Regions from separate parts of the Gossypium hirsutum genome. Here region 2 is linked to region 1. A link is a contact called in public Hi-C data. All regions are on one chromosome and are shown on one strand. Each heading gives the region's core, a stretch centred on a gene start, on an enhancer-like site or on the middle of the called end of the contact. The rest is flanking DNA. Distances are from core to core; before and after follow the strand shown. Region 1 holds the start of LOC107930492 (kinesin-like protein KIN-UB). Region 2 overlaps LOC107930460 (BEACH domain-containing protein C2).

Region 1 (5,808 bases), core at 1,016-3,515:
TACAAAATTAGATAAAAAATTTTAAATAACAAAACCGAGATTCAATTTCTTAAAATTAAATATAAAGATTAAATATTAAAATACGAAAAACTACAATTACTTCTAACATATTTAAACTTTTTTTAAAATGAATAACAAAAAAATATTCTCACTTAAGTCATTTTTTCTTAAAAAAGAGAGATAAAAAGGAAAAAGTGTTGGTACCTTTCCTCATCCTTTATATGTACTACAATCAAAGCCAGAGGTAAGTGGTAACATTAACTTCTATTTTCTTATTTTTGGAATATAACATTAACTTTTATTTTTGAAATATAATACTAACTATACTTAGGGTCATTAAACTATTAATAAATTTATATTTTGGTTAATTAATTTTAAAAAAATTATAAAATGGTCACAAAACTATTTAAAAATTTTATTTTAAATCATCGGATTATTGAAATCATTATTGTATGGGCTTTATTGATCATAATATCTGCACTAATTGAAAGCTCTTTTTTCCTCTCTCTTTTACAGTTATTTTTTTCATAAAACAAATTAAAATATCACGAATTCTGTAAACCAAAATCTAAATATCTTGTTAAGTTATATTCTTTTACTCATTAATAAGTACAGAACCACCATATATACTAATCGTCAAATTGTCACTTAGAGCTCACTAATCAGATTTAAAAAAAAAACTTAACAACAAGTGACTCAAATAAAAACTTTTGAATAATTCAACGACTTAAATAAAAACTTTCAAATAGTTCAATAACCGTTTTGTAACCTTTTGAAATTGAGTGACCAAAACATAAATGTACTAATAGATTAATAACTTTGGGTGTAGTTTATCCTTTAGTTTTTTTAAATAATCACCAACTTTTTAAAGTAATAAATCTCGGACCATATTTCCGAAATTTTAGTTATTTGTGCTAATTTCATCAAATAATGCTAATTTAATTTTTAAACAAAATTAATATTTTATATTGAGCTTTGTAAATATGCTGATGCATGCTTATTAATTTTTTTTCTTTTAAAAACGATCAAATTTATTGATATAATTTAATAAAATTAAATACATGACTTATATAAAAATTAGTTAAATTAAGTGACTTAAAATTATAAATTCCCCAGTTTTATGTTTCCATCTTTTTAGCAATCGAGGCAACAATAATATGATTTCTAGATATTGTTTGGCTGGCTAATTTAATATCTTTTAGTAATAAGAATATAAAAATTAATTACAAAAGTTTTCTAAATATTTTTATATTTTTTTACTATAAATTTGGACTGTCAAATTAATTCCGATCATGAATTTTTGGGATTGCTCAATTCAAAGACAGGTAAGCACGACCTGAGACTCAATCTAGTTGGCTATAAAATAATGCTTCGGTTTCTAACGGTAAAATTTCTATACAGATTGTATTTTAGTGTAGAGTGTATTTTGATCCTATAATTTTAAAATAAGAAAATGTCTTAAGGAAAGAGAGCATAATGGTCGTTTTTTTTTTATAAAAAAAACTTGACGTTTTATAATATGATATTTTTAAATGATGTAGCGTTTCGTTTGACTTGATTTCATATTTTATTCACAGCTAAATACTCTGGTCTAACTTAAACTACAATAAGGTGATAAACATGCTATTTTATGTTTGTCACACGGTTTAATTAAGTGCAATGTAATTTTTAATCTTTGAACGTGACAGTTAGGTCCATTTTATTATCGGTATTCTTTTTAGTCTTTTGGCATTTGAACTTGAAAACTATGCTCATTTTGATATCTAAAGTTGAAAAATATAAAAGTTTGATAACATAACATAATCTCAGAGCATCACATCATCACATCTTGACAGAATTCAAGTTCAGGGACTCAAATAGATTTAGTTATCAAATTCAAATACTAAAATGGATCTAATTGCCAAGTTTAGGGACAAAAAATTATATAAAGGCCAAATTTAATTGTTTTCTTCAATAGTTACAGAAAATTTATTAAGTTGCTCATTTTGCTAACATAGAGAGACTTTTCAATCCATATAAAACATATAAGGACTAAAATGCACTTCACATTATAGAATAGGGATCTGTACAGTGGGTTTACCATTTCTGAATTAAATTCCAACAACAATGAGAGTAAATAAATATAAAAGGAGAAAGTTTTGGTAAATTTTAGTTTTAAATATAAAAATTAAAAAGATGAGAGGCGGGTCCCATGAAAACTGAGACCATCTCTGTCTTTTTCCCAACTATTTCCCAACACAGTGGGTCCCTTTCTCTTCCTCCATCATCACTCTTTTTCTTTTCTTTTCTACTTTGAAATTTCACTTCAAAATTTCTCCCTGTCCGCTTAAAATTTTCCCCAACACCAAACAAGCAAACAAACGAAAACGCAACAAGTTCAAAATTATAATAATAATTATAATAGGAAAGAAAGTGATGGCGTGTAATGTTTACAGGAATGGTACGGGTTTGCACAAGGGAGCAATGAGGCCACTCGCCGCTTCAAATTCATCGAATGTCAAATCATCTTCATTCAAATCAAGAATTCCTCCTTCGTCGAATCACTCGCCAGGATCTGCACCTCTTCGCCCCTCCAAGTCCGCTGGAGGAAGTGACGGAGGTTTTTTTTTTTTCATTTTGCTTTCTTTAATTGTTTCGTGAATGTGATCGCCAACGTATTTTTTATGTTACTTACTGATTATTATGTTTTATTGTGCTTGACTTTTTCTCTACAGTGCCTGGAAGAGTTCGAGTAGCTGTTAGATTAAGGCCGCGTAACGCGGAAGAATCTGTGGCGGATGCAGATTTTGCAGATTGTGTTGAACTACAGCCTGAGGTAAGTGAAAAAAACTCTAAAATCTCATTTTAGTAACCGTGATTTATTATGTGGTTATAATTTATTTTATTTGCTTCAATAATGTTTTATTATATAGTTTTTGTCGTTAATTATTTTTGTAATTATATATTCTTGCTCTAACGTAGCTCAAGAGGCTTAAACTTAGGAAGAACAATTGGGATTCAGAAACATACGAGTTTGATGAGGTGCTTACGGAATTTGCTTCTCAGAAGCGTGTCTATGAAGTTGTTGCGAAGCCTGTTGTAGAGGTCTGTTTTGTTTTTTTTTTTTTGTTTTTTTAAATGTTCTATTATAATTATGCCATTAAATCATGCAGTCAAATGCTCATTTTGTTGTTCGGAGATCTTTCTAGTTAGCCCCAGCAAGCTGTAAACACTTATATGGATTTGGCTTAATGAATGAGACTGTGTACTGATGTTGGTTTGGCTTTTGTAGAGTGTTTTGGATGGTTATAATGGAACTGTAATGGCTTATGGCCAGACTGGAACCGGGAAAACTTTTACTCTTGGACGGTTGGGTGAGGAAGATACATCAGCTCGTGGAATAATGGTCCGCTCAATGGAGGAGATTTTAGCAAATGTTTCTCCAGAAACAGATTCTGTTTCTGTTTCATATTTGCAGGTTGCCAATCGCATGATTTTAATTCTATTAATCTCAATTGTTCAATTAATTGAAAAAAATTCTTTGATGCCATAATGTCCATGTGATCATGTTATTTTGTATTAATTGCTTATTAGATTTATAACTTTTATCTGATATTTTATTAAACTTTCTGTTTCAATTCCTGTGGGCTTGTATGTTCTCTCATTAAGAATTTTTACTAGTTTACTTTCAATGTGTCCTTGAAGCTTTATATGGAGACCATCCAGGATCTCCTTGATCCAGCAAATGATAATATTTCCATTGTGGAAGATCCCAAAACTGGAGATGTTTCATTACCAGGGGCAACTCATGTAGAAATCAGGGACGAGCAGGACTTTATGGAGTTGTTAAGGACAGGAGAGGCTCACCGAATTGCTGCAAATACAAAGCTAAACACTGAATCATCGCGCAGTCATGCTATTTTGATGGTGACTAATCTTCTCTTCCATTCTTCCCCTTCCCAGTCTCTATGCATCAAGCTTTTGTTGTCCTGCCTTTAGTTATGCTGTTTTTTTATCCTTTGGTGAAATATTGTGTGTTCAACCATGTTAGTGCAGGTACATGTTAAGAGATCGGTTTTGGGAGCAGAAGATGTTATTCCAAGTGAAACAGACAAGTCTTCTCACTTTGCCAAACCTCCAAAGCCTCTTGTGCGAAAAAGCAAGCTGGTTTTGGTAGATTTGGCAGGCTCAGAGCGCGTCCACAAGTCAGGTGCATATCATGGTCCTTTTATTTCCCTCCAGTGGCAAGTCAATTGCATATTGTATTTTAGAGTTTTCCCCCACGTGCTTGAGCATTGTATTTGGCCTGTAGTTAATTTATGTTTTTGCCAGATAGAATTTTTCTTCCTGTTCCCACCTATATATTTTTGTAGACTTACCCAAGTGCTGGAGGTACTCTTATGAGTTCAAGTTCTTAGGTTTAAAGTGAGTTTGGTTCACTATACTTTTGGCAGGAAGTGAGGGACACATGTTGGAGGAAGCCAAGTCTATTAACCTCTCACTGAGTGCTTTGGGAAAGTGCATTAATGCTTTAGCAGAGAATAGTGCTCACGTGCCAGTTCGTGATTCAAAACTTACGAGGCTGCTTAGAGATTCATTTGGAGGTGAGTTATCTTTTATCCTCATGTAAGTCAAAGTGTGCTTTGGCTTCATTGTACCTGAACCATGTACTTTTAGGTGAATATGTTTATGATCTAAAATTTTATGTACTTCCTTGTATTTCTTTTGGAATTTTATTTCTAGCAAGTTGACTGGTTTTCCAAGTTATCATGAGGTAGGTTTATGATTTGTAGGCACTGCAAGAACCTCATTAATAGTTACCATTGGTCCCTCCCCACGACATCGAGGAGAGACTACAAGTACAATACTGTTTGGCCAAAGGGTGAGTTTTTATAGAAAAAAGTGCTCAGATTGTCATCTTTCATGGGTTCATATATATATACACTTAAATATATCATCTGTTATTATGCAACTTACCTGTTATTAAGTAATTGCACTCTGGTCTCTTTAACTTTGATCTCTTTTATTCAAGTAGTTCGATTTCATTTCATGACATTCACTTTCCTTTCATCTGTTCATTTATTCATATTTTGTATGTACTGTTGTCTCTAATTGTGTAGAAGTAGGATGTTTTTACTTGACACTGCATTACTACATTTCTTGCAGGCTATGAAGGTGGAAAATATGTTGAGAATAAAAGAAGAGTTTGATTATAAAAGTTTGTCCAGAAAGCTTGAAATACAGCTGGACAAGCTCATTGCAGAAAACGAACGGCAACAGAAAGTATTTGATGATGAAGTTGAAAGAATAAACTTAGAAGCACTAAACCGTGTTTCAGAGGTTGAGAGAAATTTTGCAGATGCCTTAGAGGTTAGTCCAGTTATTCATCATTCTCCCCAATGGGTGATTCTTGCCGACGCCTCATGGTTTTCTATTTTCAGTTATCTTTTAAACACATTCCGTGCTTGAGAGTGTGATATGGTGGTAATGAACTCCTAGTGCTTTCCTTTTACAGAAGGAGCGACTAAAGTGCCAGATGGAATATATGGAATCCGTTAAGAAGCTGGAGGAAAAGATGATAGAAAATCAACAAAAGCATGGGTGTGATGGCTTCATGAAGGATAAATGTAACGGAGAGGTACTGGCATCAACAACTGTATCTAGTGTGTCATGTAATATTATCATGTGAATCCATTGCTCGCCAGTCGGGCCCCTTTTTTGATGGCAGGCATGCAATTTATTTTCAATGATGTAATCAGGGAATAGTGCAATATTTTCAACTTTACCAATACATCTTTATTAAGTATATTCATATCAGGGTGGGGACTG
Region 2 (5,808 bases), core at 1,358-3,857, 37 kb before region 1:
TGCTGCTGCTGCTTCTGTGTACATATATTTTATGCATTGTATATTTTCACTAGTGAAAACAAACTCCCTAACAAAAGGGCTTTTTTTAGGCTGATTCCTTTTGCTTATTTTGATTTGATTTGATTAGTGGTAAGCATTTTTACCATTCGTGAAAATGATGAGCTGAGATCTTCATTTTTTTGTTCATCAATTCTTTTTTCTTTTATTCTTTGAGGACGCATTTTTTGTTTTGTATCTAATTGTGACCAATTAGATTGAGAAGGCTTCATGGATTTTAATTGAGATCATAGATGTCATTTATCACATTTAGTGCAATTGTGGAGGTGATGGATGTTATCACTATTACTTGTAATGAATATCAATCGAAAAAAGAATTAAAATTATGAAGTAATGATCATTACACTAAGAATTAAGATTAAAAGGTACCATTATAAATAGAATAATTAATTTCAAACAAGCAAAGATTATCACATTTGGACAAATGAATTTAGAGGAGGAAAATGTATAAATCTATTAAATTTTTTTGAATTTAAACTCTCATAATTGATTTAATAATCAGAGATGTTAACTCATATTCTTTTTTATTCATTTCTTTTAAAATCGTAACTTCAAAACCGTTAAAATCAATAATTAATTTATTATTTTCTAAAATTAAAAAGAATGATAATCTTTTCATTTATAAATAAAATACTAATATAATACAAAAATAAAATACTTAAACTTTAATTAAAAATTTTAATTGGATCGATATAAATTATAACTTTTAACTTACAATCAACTTCTGCTACCCTAGTACGTCTCTGTCTGCTCTCTCTGGCAGGAATTAGGTTTTATTGTTCTTTTTGAAAAAAATTTGTTTGTGTTCCTTTGACGGCGATTTAGAAATATTCCTTTGATCTCTTTTAATAATTTTGGAATTCTCGTTTATGCATTGATCTTACTCATGGAGTCAGAATTTGTTGGTTTATCAATTAATGAGGAGGAAGATGAGATTCTACAAGTTCAAGTCGAGTCAAACTCAGAGAGGGAGGTGGAAACGTTTTGTTTAGTAGGGTGTTTTCTCACAGCTAGTATTTTTCACTTCCCAGCAATGAAAAGCACAATGGCTAATCTATGGCATCCTGTTCGGGGTTGTTCAAATTCAAGATCTAGGAGAAAAAAGGTACTTATTTCAATTTTTCCATATTTTGGACATGGAGAGGGTTTTAAAGGGTTCACCTTGGACTTTTAATAATCATTTATTGGTGATATACAAACTTAAGTGGGGAGAGGATCCATTGAGAGTTCCTTTAATTTTTACACCCTTTTGGGTTCAGATTCATGACATCCCAATTGGGTTCTTTTCTGAAAATCTAGTGGTGCAGTTGGGTAATTTTATTGGAAAAATTATTGAGTATGATGGCTCTAATTTGGAAAAAGAAAATCGTAATTATATGAGGATAAGAGTCCAAATCGATATTCGACGACCTTCGAAGAGGAAGAAGCAGCTTATGTTTCATGGAATTTGTTCATATGTCCGATTTAAATATGAAAGGTTGTCTCTTTTCTGTTTTTATTGTGGTCGCTTGGGTCATAGTGATTCTTTTTGCGAAGCAAAAAGGCAATGGGAGTGGAATGCGCAGAATTGGGGTGGGATCTATCTTTGTGTGCTCAATCTCGGAGAGCTATAGCCATGAATAGTGTTTGGTTACGAGAGGAAGGAGATGATGTATGGGATGCAAACCGTGGAAAAAGTCATGTTTTAGGGAATAATTTGGGGGTTTGTGGAAAAAATATGGAAAACAGGAGTAATATAGATCCAGTATCTGGTAATAATTTGAAGAGAGGAAGGTTGAACTCATGTCAACGAAGGGGAAACGTGAATGCGGAACTTTTTCATACTACCATGGAACACGATCTGAAAGATGGAGTGCTAATTGGAGAGGAAGGAAAAAAGAGGTCTAGAAAAGAGATTGAAGACTCTATAATCAGGGAAGAGATTAACATAGTTGAGGGAAGGAATAGGAGAATGGTGGAAACAAATAATTTATTATCGGAGGCTGCCAAGAGGCAAGCCGACCAAACGCAATGAAAATCCTAAGTTGGAATGTCCATGGTTTGGGGAACTCACGGATAGTTCGAAGACTTTGGCATACGTTGAAGGTACATAATCCCCAAATGGTCTTCTTTATGGAGACAAAAATTGATAAAAGTCATATGGAAAGAGCCAGAAGAAGTTGTGGTTTTATCAATGCTATTGATGTAGAAGCAATGGGTTCTAGAGAAGGTTTATGTTTGGCATGGAATAGGGACACAAATGTCTTGCTCCAACGTTTTTCGAAAAGGCATATTGACGTGGTCATAGAGGAAATAGATGAAGGTTATAAGTGGAGATTTACTGGTTTTTACGGTTCTCCTTATCAACAAGATAGGGATGAAGTATGGAATCTTTTAAGACAATTACGTACTGATGGGGATATGCCATGGATGGTTTGCGGGGACTTCAATGAAATTCTCTATGGATTTGAAAAAAGGGTGGTTTAATTCGTGAGGAGGGTAGAATGGAAGCTTTTCGAAAAGTGTTGGAAGATTGCAATTTAGTGGATGTGGGGTTTTGTGGGAACTGGTTCACGTGGGAAAGAGGAAATCTACCAGAGACAAATATTCAAGAACGTCTTGATAGGGGTGTGGCCACTGATGGTTGGTTGTCTCTATTTCCAAAGTCTCAAATTCAGCATTTACCTCATTCTTTTTCTGATCATTGTCCACTACTCCTTACTACAAAATGGGAAGAAAAGAGTCGCTTTAATAGAAGTTTTAAATTTGAAGCATGGTGGGTCATGGAAGAAACATTTTTTGGAGAGGTTAGGAACATTTGGGAAAAGTCAACAAGGAATTTTTTGAACAAGCTGGAATGTGTCAAAAGAGGGTTACAAGAATGGGCTAATAAAATTCTTTACTGCAGGAAAGTAAATAATGAGCTGTTAACATCAAAATTAATAAAATTACTGGAAGATGATAGAATTGATGAAAATCTTGCAGAGCTTATTGACACAAAAGTAGAACTTAATTTTGAGATTGAGAAAGATGAACGTTATTGGGAACAAAGGGTGCGAGTTAATTGGCTCAAATTAGGTGATAGAAGTACTGCTTTTTTCCATAAACAAGCGACACAGAGACAAAAGAAGAACTTTATTCGTAAATTACAATCTGATGAGGGCGGGGAGATGGATTAAATCGAAAAAATAGAAGAGGTTGCTAGAACGTATTTCCAAAATCTATTTTCAGCTGGAAGAAGAGGAAATTATAATCATATTTTATCGGGTATTGATCAATGTATTTTTGATGAAGATAGTTCTAAACTTAAGGAGAGATATACAAAAGAGGAGATATGGGAGGCACTGAAAGAAATGGGTCCGACAAAAGCACCTGGAGATGATGGATTTCCTGCTCTCTTTTATCAAAAGTGTTGGTCAATCATTGGAGAAGATACTACATCATTCCGCCTTAATTTTCTAAATGAAGGTACGAATCTAAACGTAATAAATAAGACTAATATTGTGTTAATTCCGAAAATTTCAAATCCTTTGAGTATCACTCAATTCAAACCCATCAATTTGTGCAATGTGCTATATAAATTGATGGCCAAAGTCATTGCTAATCGGCTCCGATCAGTTATGGACAAATGTATCGATTTGGCATAGAGTGCATTCGTGCTTGGATTTCTGATAATGTTTTATTAGCTTATGAACTACTTCATACTTTAAAGCAAAAAAGGGTGGGGAAGAAAGGGCTTATGGCAGTTAAACTAGATATGAGTAAAGTATACGACAGGGTTGAGTGGAAGTTTGTAGGAGGAGTGATGAAGAAAATGGGTTTTGATTCAGATTGGGTGGATTCATTAATGAAGTGCGTAACGACAGTATCATACTCCGTAGTTTTTAATGGTTTTACTGGTCAATACTTTACCCCTTCTAGAGATCTTAGACAGGGCGATCCTTTAAGTCCTTTTTTGTTTCTATTTTGTGGGGAAGGATTATCTAGCCTTATAAGGTCAGCAATGAAAAAAAAGTTTAATAGAGGGGCGAAGGCGAGCAGAAATGGACCACAGATCTCACATTTATTATTTGCAAACAACTGTATTTTGTTTGGAGAGGCCACTGAAAGAAGAGCAGTTTATCTGAAACAGATTCTACATGAGTATGAGAAATGTTCTGGTCAAAGTGTTAATTATGCTAAATCGACTATTTTCTTCAGTTCCAATACGCAAGAAGGAGAGAAAAGAGTTGTTACTAGGGTGCTCGGAGTACGCAGCTCAAATAATCCAGAGAGATATCTAGGTTTACCTAATTTAGTGGGGAGAAAGAAGAAAGAGTCTTTTCAAAGCCTAAAGGATAGATTACTAGAACGAATTGATAATTGGAGTATAAAGCATCTTTCGCAATGAGGAAATGAGGTTTTTATTAAGGCAGTTCTCCAATCCATTCCAACCTACTCAATGACATGTTTTTTACTTCCAAAAACCCTTTGTTCTGAATTAGAAGGTATAATAGCAAAATTCATTGGTGTGCTTGGAAGGATATGTGTGCATTAAAAGATGAAGGAGGTATTGGCTTTCGAAAACTTGATAAATTTAACGTTGCATTACTAGCTAAACAGGGTTGGTGTTTGATTAATTATCATTTTTCCTTGTTAGCTCGAGTTTTAAAAGCGAAATACTATCCGTCCTCTAATTTTTTAAAAGCTCAATTAGGAAATTCACCTTCACTTACCTGGAAAAGTGTGTGGGCAACTAAAGGACTTTTGGAGAAAGGATTGTGCTGGAGAGTCGGGAAGGGAGATCGCATTTCTATCTGGTCTAACATCTGGATACCGAATGTTGAGGAAAATAGATTGCAGAATCAAATAAGCAATGTTAATATTGAGTTTGTTTCAGATTTGATTGATGAAAAGAGTAGATCATGGAAAACAAAGTTATTGGTTAATACCTTTCACACAGAGATTGTTAAAAAAATCATGCAGATTCTATTGGCAAGGGCTGTGCACGACTATTTCCAAGTATAGGGAGGGGAACCATCCGGTAATTTTTCCGTTAGAAGTGCCTACAAACTATTACAAGGGGCTACACTGGTTCTTAGTAATAATAATTTACAGGCCGAGATTAAAACTTTCTACAGAAAACTATGGAACCTACATGTTCCTTCAAAACTCAAAATTACAGTCTGGAAAATTTCCTGGAACTACATCCCTACTCTTGCTAATCTTAAGATAAAACGAGTTGCTGTGGAGACTCAATGCCCCAGTTGTCATCGGAATGAAGAAGACAGTATTCACATTTTTCGGCAATGTCCTACAACGGAGGAAGTATGGAGAAATTTACAATTTTCTTGGGTGTTTAATTGTAACAATCAGGAAATTTGGGAATGGCTTACTTGGGTTTTCAACCGGGGAACAAGCGAACAGTGTCGTCTTTTTTGCTGTGGATTATGGATCATCTGGACAAGTAAAAATAAGCTCCTTTATGAAAATTGAAACACAACAAGTTTAGATATTTCTAATCACATAATTAGTTACGTTTCGGAGTTGAAAGGTTTAAATGAGAAAATACTTAGCTTTGATTCTGACATAGATCTCAACCATGATGAACAAAGAATGTGTCCAGCCATCTACTTTGATGCGGCTTCCGACCAAAAGCTTTTTAGATCGGCTTCGGGTTTGATTGTACGTGCGATGGATGGGGAAATCTTGGCTTCTAAATCGGTACTTCACTCTGAAGTTGCATCACCGTTTGCGGCGGAGGCTTTTGCAGGACTAGATGCAATAAGATTA

The links. Hi-C and Micro-C count contacts between places; a contact is called where the count stands out from the background.
Region 2: a Hi-C map of leaf shows a contact between it and region 1, with 2.3 times the contacts expected there. The contact joins the enhancer-like site here to the promoter of LOC107930492 in region 1. A contact is called at or near these places in 13 of 34 Hi-C or Micro-C datasets (callus, cotyledon, hypocotyl and 2 more).

The regions. Positions count from the first base shown.
Region 1 is chrA08:4,103,121-4,108,928 of Gossypium_hirsutum_v2.1, reverse strand. LOC107930492 (kinesin-like protein KIN-UB) reads left to right here and starts at 2,265. Exons shown (of 19, transcript XM_041075660.1): 1 at 2,265-2,599; 2 at 2,715-2,815; 3 at 2,962-3,084; 4 at 3,272-3,457; 5 at 3,685-3,906; 6 at 4,036-4,189; 7 at 4,434-4,583; 8 at 4,773-4,861; 9 at 5,146-5,349; 10 at 5,495-5,617. The coding sequence starts at 2,416.
Region 2 is chrA08:4,140,715-4,146,522 of Gossypium_hirsutum_v2.1, reverse strand. LOC107930460 (BEACH domain-containing protein C2) reads left to right here. Exons shown (of 32, transcript XM_016862134.2): 32 at 1-145. Among protein-coding and RNA genes, the nearest start is that of LOC121204892, 4.1 kb to the left of the region's middle. Within about 2 kb of position 2,607, at least 1 of the 9 cell types and tissues checked has an H3K27ac peak or open chromatin away from gene starts, as enhancers often do. A contact at or near this core is called in leaf, where this site is marked.